Regions from separate parts of the Bombyx mori genome. Here region 2 is linked to region 1. The links are chromatin contacts, called in public Hi-C maps. All regions are on one chromosome and are shown on one strand. The core of a region is the stretch at or near the end of the contact, and the rest is flanking DNA. Distances in the headings are between cores, read along the strand shown.

Region 1 (4,155 bases), core at 849-3,348:
TGATACTGCTGGCAGTGAATCACCACGGGTTAGAGGCGGCCGAGAGTGTTCTTCTAGAAGTCTTTTAGCTGGTTCGTGATGCGACTGATGGTCATCATCATCCATTGGTCGTTTTAAAGTGAGACCAGGAGCAAGACGTGCCCCTGCATGTGCCGGAAGATGATGTGTAGGTAAATGGGCTAGTCGTCTACCCTCATGTTCGTCTCTTCGGCTTCCATATTCAGCCAGAAGGCCTGCACTAGCCGTAGGTCGTGGATGGTGTAACGTAAAACCAACCGTCGGTGTATGGTGAGCTGGAGGTGCAGGTTGTCCTCTTGTTGTTTCTGCTCCATTTTGATGGGCTTCTAAGGGCGTACGATGTGCTCCTTTTGCATGCGACGGACCACGACCTTCTTGGAAACCATGAGCGCGTTTTAGTTGTCTAGCTGTTTCTAGAACTACTTCGATTCGATCGGCGCCCTCGTAATTTACACACCCTCGACACACTGCTTCTGAAAACTCATGCAACATTGCCCACGGCATGCGGGGCAAGTCGCAGAGGTAGCAGTGTTGCCGTTTCTGCATCACCGACATCTCGCCGCCGGGTGTAGTGCGGAGTGCGAGAGATCGGTTTTCTTCGTTTCTCTTGAAAATTGTCACTGATTTATTATGCCTTCGGGAAAAAACACTGTCACCATGGTAGTCACAAATAAAAACACAAAACTTCACATTCGACTTCGCGGACGACAGTTGTTTGTTGCCACTACATAAAAGACACTAGCTTCTTTAAGAGGTCGAGGAAAGACTGAGCTTCGGCGGCGTGTGTGTGGCGGGGGGGCCGGGCGCGGCAGCCATTATCGAGCGGTGACGTCAGCGCGCGCAGCACCGCCACGCCACCGCGACGAGGACGAGCCGTTAGCCGCGACGCGGATGCGCCACTCGTCCCGACCCCGACGACGCGCTTATCGCACGATAACGACGAACCCGTCTAAATACGCATTGAAAAAAGCAATGAGGTTACCTACTCAATTTTTCGAGAGTTCAATGGTGTAGTAAAGGTAGGTAGGTGCCCTACTCTATATTAAAGTACCTACTTATTATTGGCATAGATTAAGATTTCTAGCCAGTCTTAGGTACCTACTTAATAGGAAATATACAAAAGCGTATTCACGTAGCCATAAATTAAAGTAATCAAGCTATTAATAGGTATTAAATTCTTTAAATTAAATATTTAACGCAACTGCTTATTTACAAAAGCGTATTCACGTAGCCATATCTTAATATGGTAATCAAGGTATTATTATCAAGTTCTTTAAATGAACTATATAACGCAACCGCTGTTTACGTCAGTTTAATTAGAACCACCTATAAATGAATCACACAGTCGCCATACATACTGACACGGCCACGACCCTTTATTCATAGTCCGTGTTATTCAACGAAAGTAAACAGCGTGTTGTAGAATAACAATTAGCGTTAAAATATAACGTAGACACGTCCGATACATTAAATTTCAGTATATTCTCTCCCATCTATTCTCGGTCGGTTTCCTTTCTGACGGCTGCATTCTAAATTATTATTATTACTACTACCAAGCGACTGGATAGGATCCGGTTGGCGTGGAAGCGGGGGGACGCGACCGGTGTGTCGGCCATCTTGAGACGTGACGTCACGTGACGAGTCAGCCGAGCGTGCAGATCGGCAACGTCGCACCGTTCACTTTGCCTTGTTGCCGCTCATTTTTGTTGTGCTTAATAATAATGGAAACAGCTCTCATCACTTTTTGTATGCAGCCGAGGATCGGAGAAAAAACAGTTATACGGCCAGGTAAACGTGAACGGTCGACAAGAACGATTATATCGCTTATAATAAATTAACACGTTTTTGAGTTTTAACGTTGTTCTAAATACGTCATTTTGTAACACAATACCTGAATATGGTCATACTTTGTGTACTTTTAGTGACCGAATATATATCGTTCAGTAATGTGAACTGCAGTTTGATTTCAGCCATCACTAAAAAAATCATTAATTTAACATATTTATTCCACAGACGGATTGCAAAATTAAGTCAACGTATTCTGTATCCACTATCTTCTATCAGCGATTATATCAGTGTCTACTATACATTTTATACTCATCGTTATTATTTGCAATTACTCGTTTAATTCATCCACCATTCATTTGTCTTTCTGCACTCCTATTTCTATCTATATTTTTACATGGATACAATTCTCCATTTTTGATAATATTCCCGTGATACCTACGTAGTACGTATTTATAAGAAAACTTTGTTTAGTGACTTATTTATAATATGGCATCCTCCGTGAAATGTGACGGTTGCTGGTGGTAAGGTCATCTTGTCAGCCTATTCGGATTGGTACTATCGTCCTGTCTATTTTTGCCGTGAGACAATTATACGATTCGGTTTAAAAGATGGGCCGCTGCAATTCGCAGCGTTACACTTCATTAAGCATGTAACTCAAAGCAGAAAATGCTTTGGGTTCCGAACCCCGAAGGCCTGTAGTATCCAAAAACGGACATTACGTTAATAGTATTGCTGTATTTGTAGTAGAAAACAAGCTTATTACAGTACGTCCACTGTACAAAATCATTAAATGCTTCATACAAGCAGTGCGATCCACATTTGCGCATATAGAAACAAAAGACAAAGCCTTGATTGACTCTGAGGAATAACGGAAATCGATTATGAGAAAACGCAGGCAACATACACTGTACGAATGATTCAACACTTCTAATTCACTGGATAGATAATCAAACACCCGGATAGCAATTTGAAATTTCAGTGTTCATTGTTATAGACGGTAATACATTGGCGGCATTGGTCAAACTGTTGAAAGCATATAAGCGAGTAATCAATATATTATTCGGAATACTTGGACAATCAAAGTCAAGCCTATCTATTGCTACTAACCTGTTATGCTAGTTTTACCGAAAGTGACATATAATTTTAATTATCGTCATTTATTATTAGCCAGATGACATGGAAGAAGGCTTGGGCATTGTCTTGAACCATTCAACACAGAACATAGATGTGGCAGCTGATATTGACAGTAAAATCACGAGACTTTGGAACGAAACGGTTTAAAACGTCAATTTTATAAAGTTCGGACAAAAACTTAATTGAAATCGTGTTATCCAAGTGTAGAAATATTTACTGGAGTTTGATGAACTGTAGCGTCAAAGCTCCATTTCAACATTAAAACGAATTAAAAATGTGTCCAGAAATACAATGGAACATAATTTGAATTACCTCACTATAATGAATATAGTGTTATTTCTGAATTTGCACACACTAAATCAAGAAAAGTCTATATGTTAATGTTCTGTTTTCTTTACATTAATTTTTTTTCAGAAGGAATGCTATTTAAGGGCTTTATAATCATATACATATACTTTAGGTTTCGGGCTGGCCGTATTCGGCACTGCAACGAAGGTATCATATGATTTATAGGTTCCGTTAATCGCTTAGCAACAATCGTGCGTTTTATCTATGTCTACCTCAATCCAAAACATTAAGATTACTATATAGTGTCATCGCACCTTTTAATGTTATTTTCAACAACCACGAAACGTCAGATCAACTTGAAAATTTGCGTAGGTATCATGTACCGATAAGGAGGATCAAAACGAAGATGTTTGAGTTGTTGTTTTAGCATTTTTTTTCAGTTCTTTAACTATACATAAGTTTGTTTAATTTTAGCATCAGTTTAAATTCCCTAACATTAAATTAATTTAAAACCGAAAAATCACAACAACAAAAAAATCCTGAAATCTACTTTATAATGTAGACTCGCAAGGCACGTACTACAAAAATTCTAGACTCTTCATCAAGCCTAAGAGGGTTGGGGTTGTAAGCACTCTGCATAGGGGTGGGACGGATCGATGCGTCGGCGGGAACTGCGCATGTGCTAGTTGGTCCACACCTAACAACACGTGTCACTGTTTATTTACGTTGAGTGATCGTAATAAGAAACGAATTAAAGTGAATTAACTACGTCAAACTGTTATTAATTTGCCCAATTTAATACTTTTGCCAAAGTTCGTAGCGAAGCGTCCTTCCTAAATAGTAGATTCAACTGATTTTTAAAGGAGTGTGTCTATGGGAACGATTCGAATTGTATAAGGCTACACAAATACTTTTGATACAAAGTCT
Region 2 (4,155 bases), core at 1,183-3,682, 99 kb after region 1:
TACAGTTTAATTTACGTAACTGAAGCCACTTTTCTAAGTTTCATATTATGCAATTAATCAACATCCGATTCCAATTGAGACGCGTAACTTCGATAAGGTACGTAGGATGTTATAATACACATACTATTTTCAGATTTCTACAATTTCTTATTTATATAACTTGTTTACGTAAACGCCAACATTTTAATAAGATAGGTTTGGAGCCAACTGTTTTCGTTATATTATAAATAGGTCGGATTTTACAACGGCATCTTGAATTCAACTAATGTAGACCCGGAACATGGCCTACCACCGGTATAACGGTAGGAAAAAATGAGTGATGATCATACTATGGATAAATTGTGAGTTATTATTATTATTATAATTTTATTGCTTAGATGGGTGGACGAGCTCACAGCCCACCTGGTGTTAAGTGGTTAATGGAGCCCATATATATCTACAACGTAAATGAGAAATGAGTCCGAAGGTCATTATAGTTTCAACGGCTGTCCCACCCTTCAAATCGAAACGCATTACTGCTTCACGATAAAAATAGGCAGAGTGATGGTACCTACCCGTGCGGACTCACAAGAGGTCCTACCACCAGTATTAGTATTAATATTAGTAGATCAAAACCTAGGTAGCTTATCAATATCGGGACAGGCTTATGTGATACTCTTGCTATTATTACGTTCTCTAATTCATTCAATTCACATACGAACTCAATATCGGTGACTTAGAAACGCTACTGTTTCCGAAAGGGAAATTTAATTTTCAATAAAAAATTCTGTTACAGTAGCTACTAATCTCCGAAGCCATCACACATAAAACGAATGGCCTCCTACCAGAAAGTGTCCAAAAAGGTGTCAATAACGTCACTAGAAGTACCCACTCGAATACAAATGCTTCATTAAACAGAGTGACAATTGAAATTGAAATCATAGGTCACGTGCGCTAGTCCATTTTATTGTTTTATCTAAATCGTGAGGAGCTTGCTAAGGAACGTTTGAGGAATCATCTCGGAAGTTAGATAGCGTTGTGGAAGTGAATAAGATTGGCTCCTGACTAGTAATGGGCTTTACGCAACCTTCGTTAGACCGATCGATGAATAACTAATTCGATTATTGGTTAAATCTGCATTCTGTTTGTGCCGTTAATTACTTATAGAATATTAATTGACTCGGCTTCTGGAATCACCATCATGATACATATTTATATGTACATTTCCATTTCAACACAATAGATACGAAGTTACAGCCACAATGTAATATTTTTTCCTTGTAATGTTTTAACTTTTACTTGATTTATAAACAAACATTCTTTTGCGCTACCACAAAGGATTTTTTTATTTGAAATCCAGAATGGCTTCTATACTATCAAACCGTGACCTGTCAGTGCGGACATATAGAATTGCAAATAAACAACCTAAATACACACGAATCAGTAATAATTTAAGACTAAAGAGCACCATATGTGGTTAACCGAAGAAGCCCCTTTTATAACAAATATCCTAAGATTGAAATTCGAAAGAGTCGCAACGGTTTATTATCCTCTTTTTAGAAAATGCAAACGTTGGGGTTTCACACCCAGACGATCGTTGACACATTAAAGGGAAAACCACTCACTGCTAAACTTGTGTTTTGGCATCGGGCCCAAGTTTAGGAAGTGGTCATAACGAGGAAAGCAAGCGGATACTGTTAATATGGCTTTAATTACGAAAATAAACGGTGCTCATCGTTTAGAGCCAATATGAACATGCAAACGAGAACGAATTAGAATGATCTCTTTTTATTTTGCGTTATGATTTATATGATTAGTAGATTTTTAATTATTTGGGAATTAGCAGCCTTTCAGTGAACGTAACTTTAAGAGGATAGATTTTCTCTTGTTATAAACGTGCCAATGTTTATTGTATTCATTGAAATTAAATGAAGTATTATTAAATTTGAAGCGCCTATGTAATTGCGGACGCGAGCTTTTGCAAATTATTTATGGTTTTATCTTTGACGGTTGTTAAATATATAACTCTCGCATAACTCTCGCTCGTAGAGGCCCCGATAACTTGGAGAAGCTGATCATAGTTGGTCAGGTTGACGGGAGAAGATCACGCGGACGCTCACCTACCCGCCGGTCTGATCTGGTAAAGATGCTCACCGGCCTGCCAATAACCGAGGCTATAAAGACCGCCGAGGACATGCAGACGTGGGGAAGCATTGTGCATCGAGTGGTCCACGTTTCAAATTAGACACGACCTTCAGCAATGAAGAGACCGACTCAGAAGAAAAAGAAGATAGATATAACTAACACAAGAGATCCAACTGAAGCCAATCGTAAATTCGCCACAGTGTGATCGCACGCAATAATTGTCAGTCCGCCGACACACCATCGCCTATCGCCCTACGTGAAGACATTACAAAATGTTTATTGGTATTCGTAGACCGCCGTCTGGTGCGCGATTATCATTGTAAATGTTTTAGTCTCATGCAGACGAGACGTTTATTTGCAATTAAAGTAAACACGCTGAGTTTGTACAGTCATTAGTTTTGTTTGATTTTCATTCAACAAGGCAGTTTTCAGATCATTTCAATAATTACGCATTCGATTTACGTATAATGCATATTTTGATTATTAGTCATATAATGGTATTGGGAATTTTCTGTATTCGAGTTTATTTAAAGCATTTATTTTTAAAGCAACTTTGAAAATTTCTTGGGGTGTATTCACTTGTGTATTTCGGTCAAATCCTCGGATATACATACTTCAATCATACATTCCAATTTAACATTTTTTCTATGCGTGTGTAAGCTGGAATTCTCATATATGCCAAAAAAAACAGTTCCAAACTGGACAATTACTGTTCTGTTTTCAGTTCTCTAAAACTTGAAACGCAAGGGTTTACCGTTAGCTGTAATGGGCGGGTGAACGCATATTGGTCATCAATGGCCATCTTGAGGCTTTAGATTGAATTGTTAGCAGCATTGTTCTGGCTGTGTACAAGACTGTTAACAAGGAATTCGACAGAATACTTAGGAAACATATGTGAGGATCCTGCTACGGACGGGCTATAGAGAATGGAAGTGCTTCAACGAAACCGGGATGGGGTGTTGAATGACCCAAACAAAAGTGTCCACATGTAGCGGAATTATATATATCGCATCCGGACACGACAAAAGCGCGCCATCTAGTGTGTCTGAGCTACAACTACTCGTCAAAGGTCGGCTTAGTTCGGGTAGCGTGCTTCGGCAGAGTCGAGATGTCAAGATAAGCAACTCCAGCACTCAACAAAAATGTTTACGGGTGTCGGCCACTAGATGGCTTCGCTTCGATTAGTTTCTCATTGCTCCTGTAGATGGCAGTAACATTACCTATCGTATATTTTATTTTTGATGAAGGATTTTGTAAATTTTCAGAAACCACAAATTGGTAAAATTTAATTAATTTGTCTATCTATAACAAATGATAACTTGTATGTTTTTTTTTCTCTGTGTTTAGTGATACAATAATTAAATGCCTTAATTTTAACAACATATCAGTTTAGGGGCATCTGCTACAAGATGTCGCTAGTTTCCATACAAAAAAATGTGTGTCTTAAAGTATCGCAGTTTCAGGGCCCTGCTGAAGACGTCTTGGAACAGTCATCGTTTCGTTCTGCCCAATCTCTTTGCACGATTGTCCATAAAGCCGTCGTGGCCTAAAGGATAAGACGTCCGGTACATTAGTGTTGAGCGATGCACCAATGTTCGAATCCCAGGCGGGTACCAATTTTTCTAATGAAATACGTACTCAACAAATGTTCACGATTGACTTCCACGATGAAGGAATAACATCGTCTAATAAAAATCAAACCCGCAAAAATTATAATTTGCGTAATTACTGGTAGTAGGACCTCTTGTGTGTCCGCGCGGGTAGTTACCACCACCCTGCCTATTTCTGCCGTGAAGCAGTAATGCGTTTCGTTCTCAAGGGTAGGGTAGCCGTTGTAACTATACTGAGATCTCAGAACTTATATCTCATGATGGGTGGCGCATTTACGCTGTAGATGTCCACGGGCTCCAGTAACCACTTAACACCAGGTGGACGGTGAGCTCGTCCACCCATCTAGATATCAGGGCATGAGAGATAGCTTAAACCTAATAAGTAATTGTTTGGTTGTACAACTGTCCTTATTAGTAGAAA

Evidence for each region. Hi-C and Micro-C count contacts between places; a contact is called where the count stands out from the background.
Region 2: a Hi-C map of middle silk gland shows a contact between it and region 1, with 2.1 times the contacts expected there. The contact joins the enhancer-like site here to the promoter of LOC101737357 in region 1. A contact is called at or near these places in 3 of 7 Hi-C or Micro-C datasets (middle silk gland, posterior silk gland and whole pupa).

The regions. Positions count from the first base shown.
Region 1 is chr18:13,142,466-13,146,620 of ASM3026992v2, forward strand. LOC101737357 (interferon regulatory factor 2-binding protein-like A) reads right to left here and starts at 2,099. Exons shown (of 4, transcript XM_021349330.3): 1 at 1-2,099. The coding sequence starts at 573. The region is part of intron 3 of LOC101740927; the gene reads right to left.
Region 2 is chr18:13,241,204-13,245,358 of ASM3026992v2, forward strand. All of the region lies in intron 3 of LOC101740927, which reads right to left. Among protein-coding and RNA genes, the nearest start is that of TRNAT-CGU, 19 kb to the right of the region's middle. Within about 2 kb of position 2,433, at least 5 of the 8 cell types and tissues checked have open chromatin away from gene starts, as enhancers often do.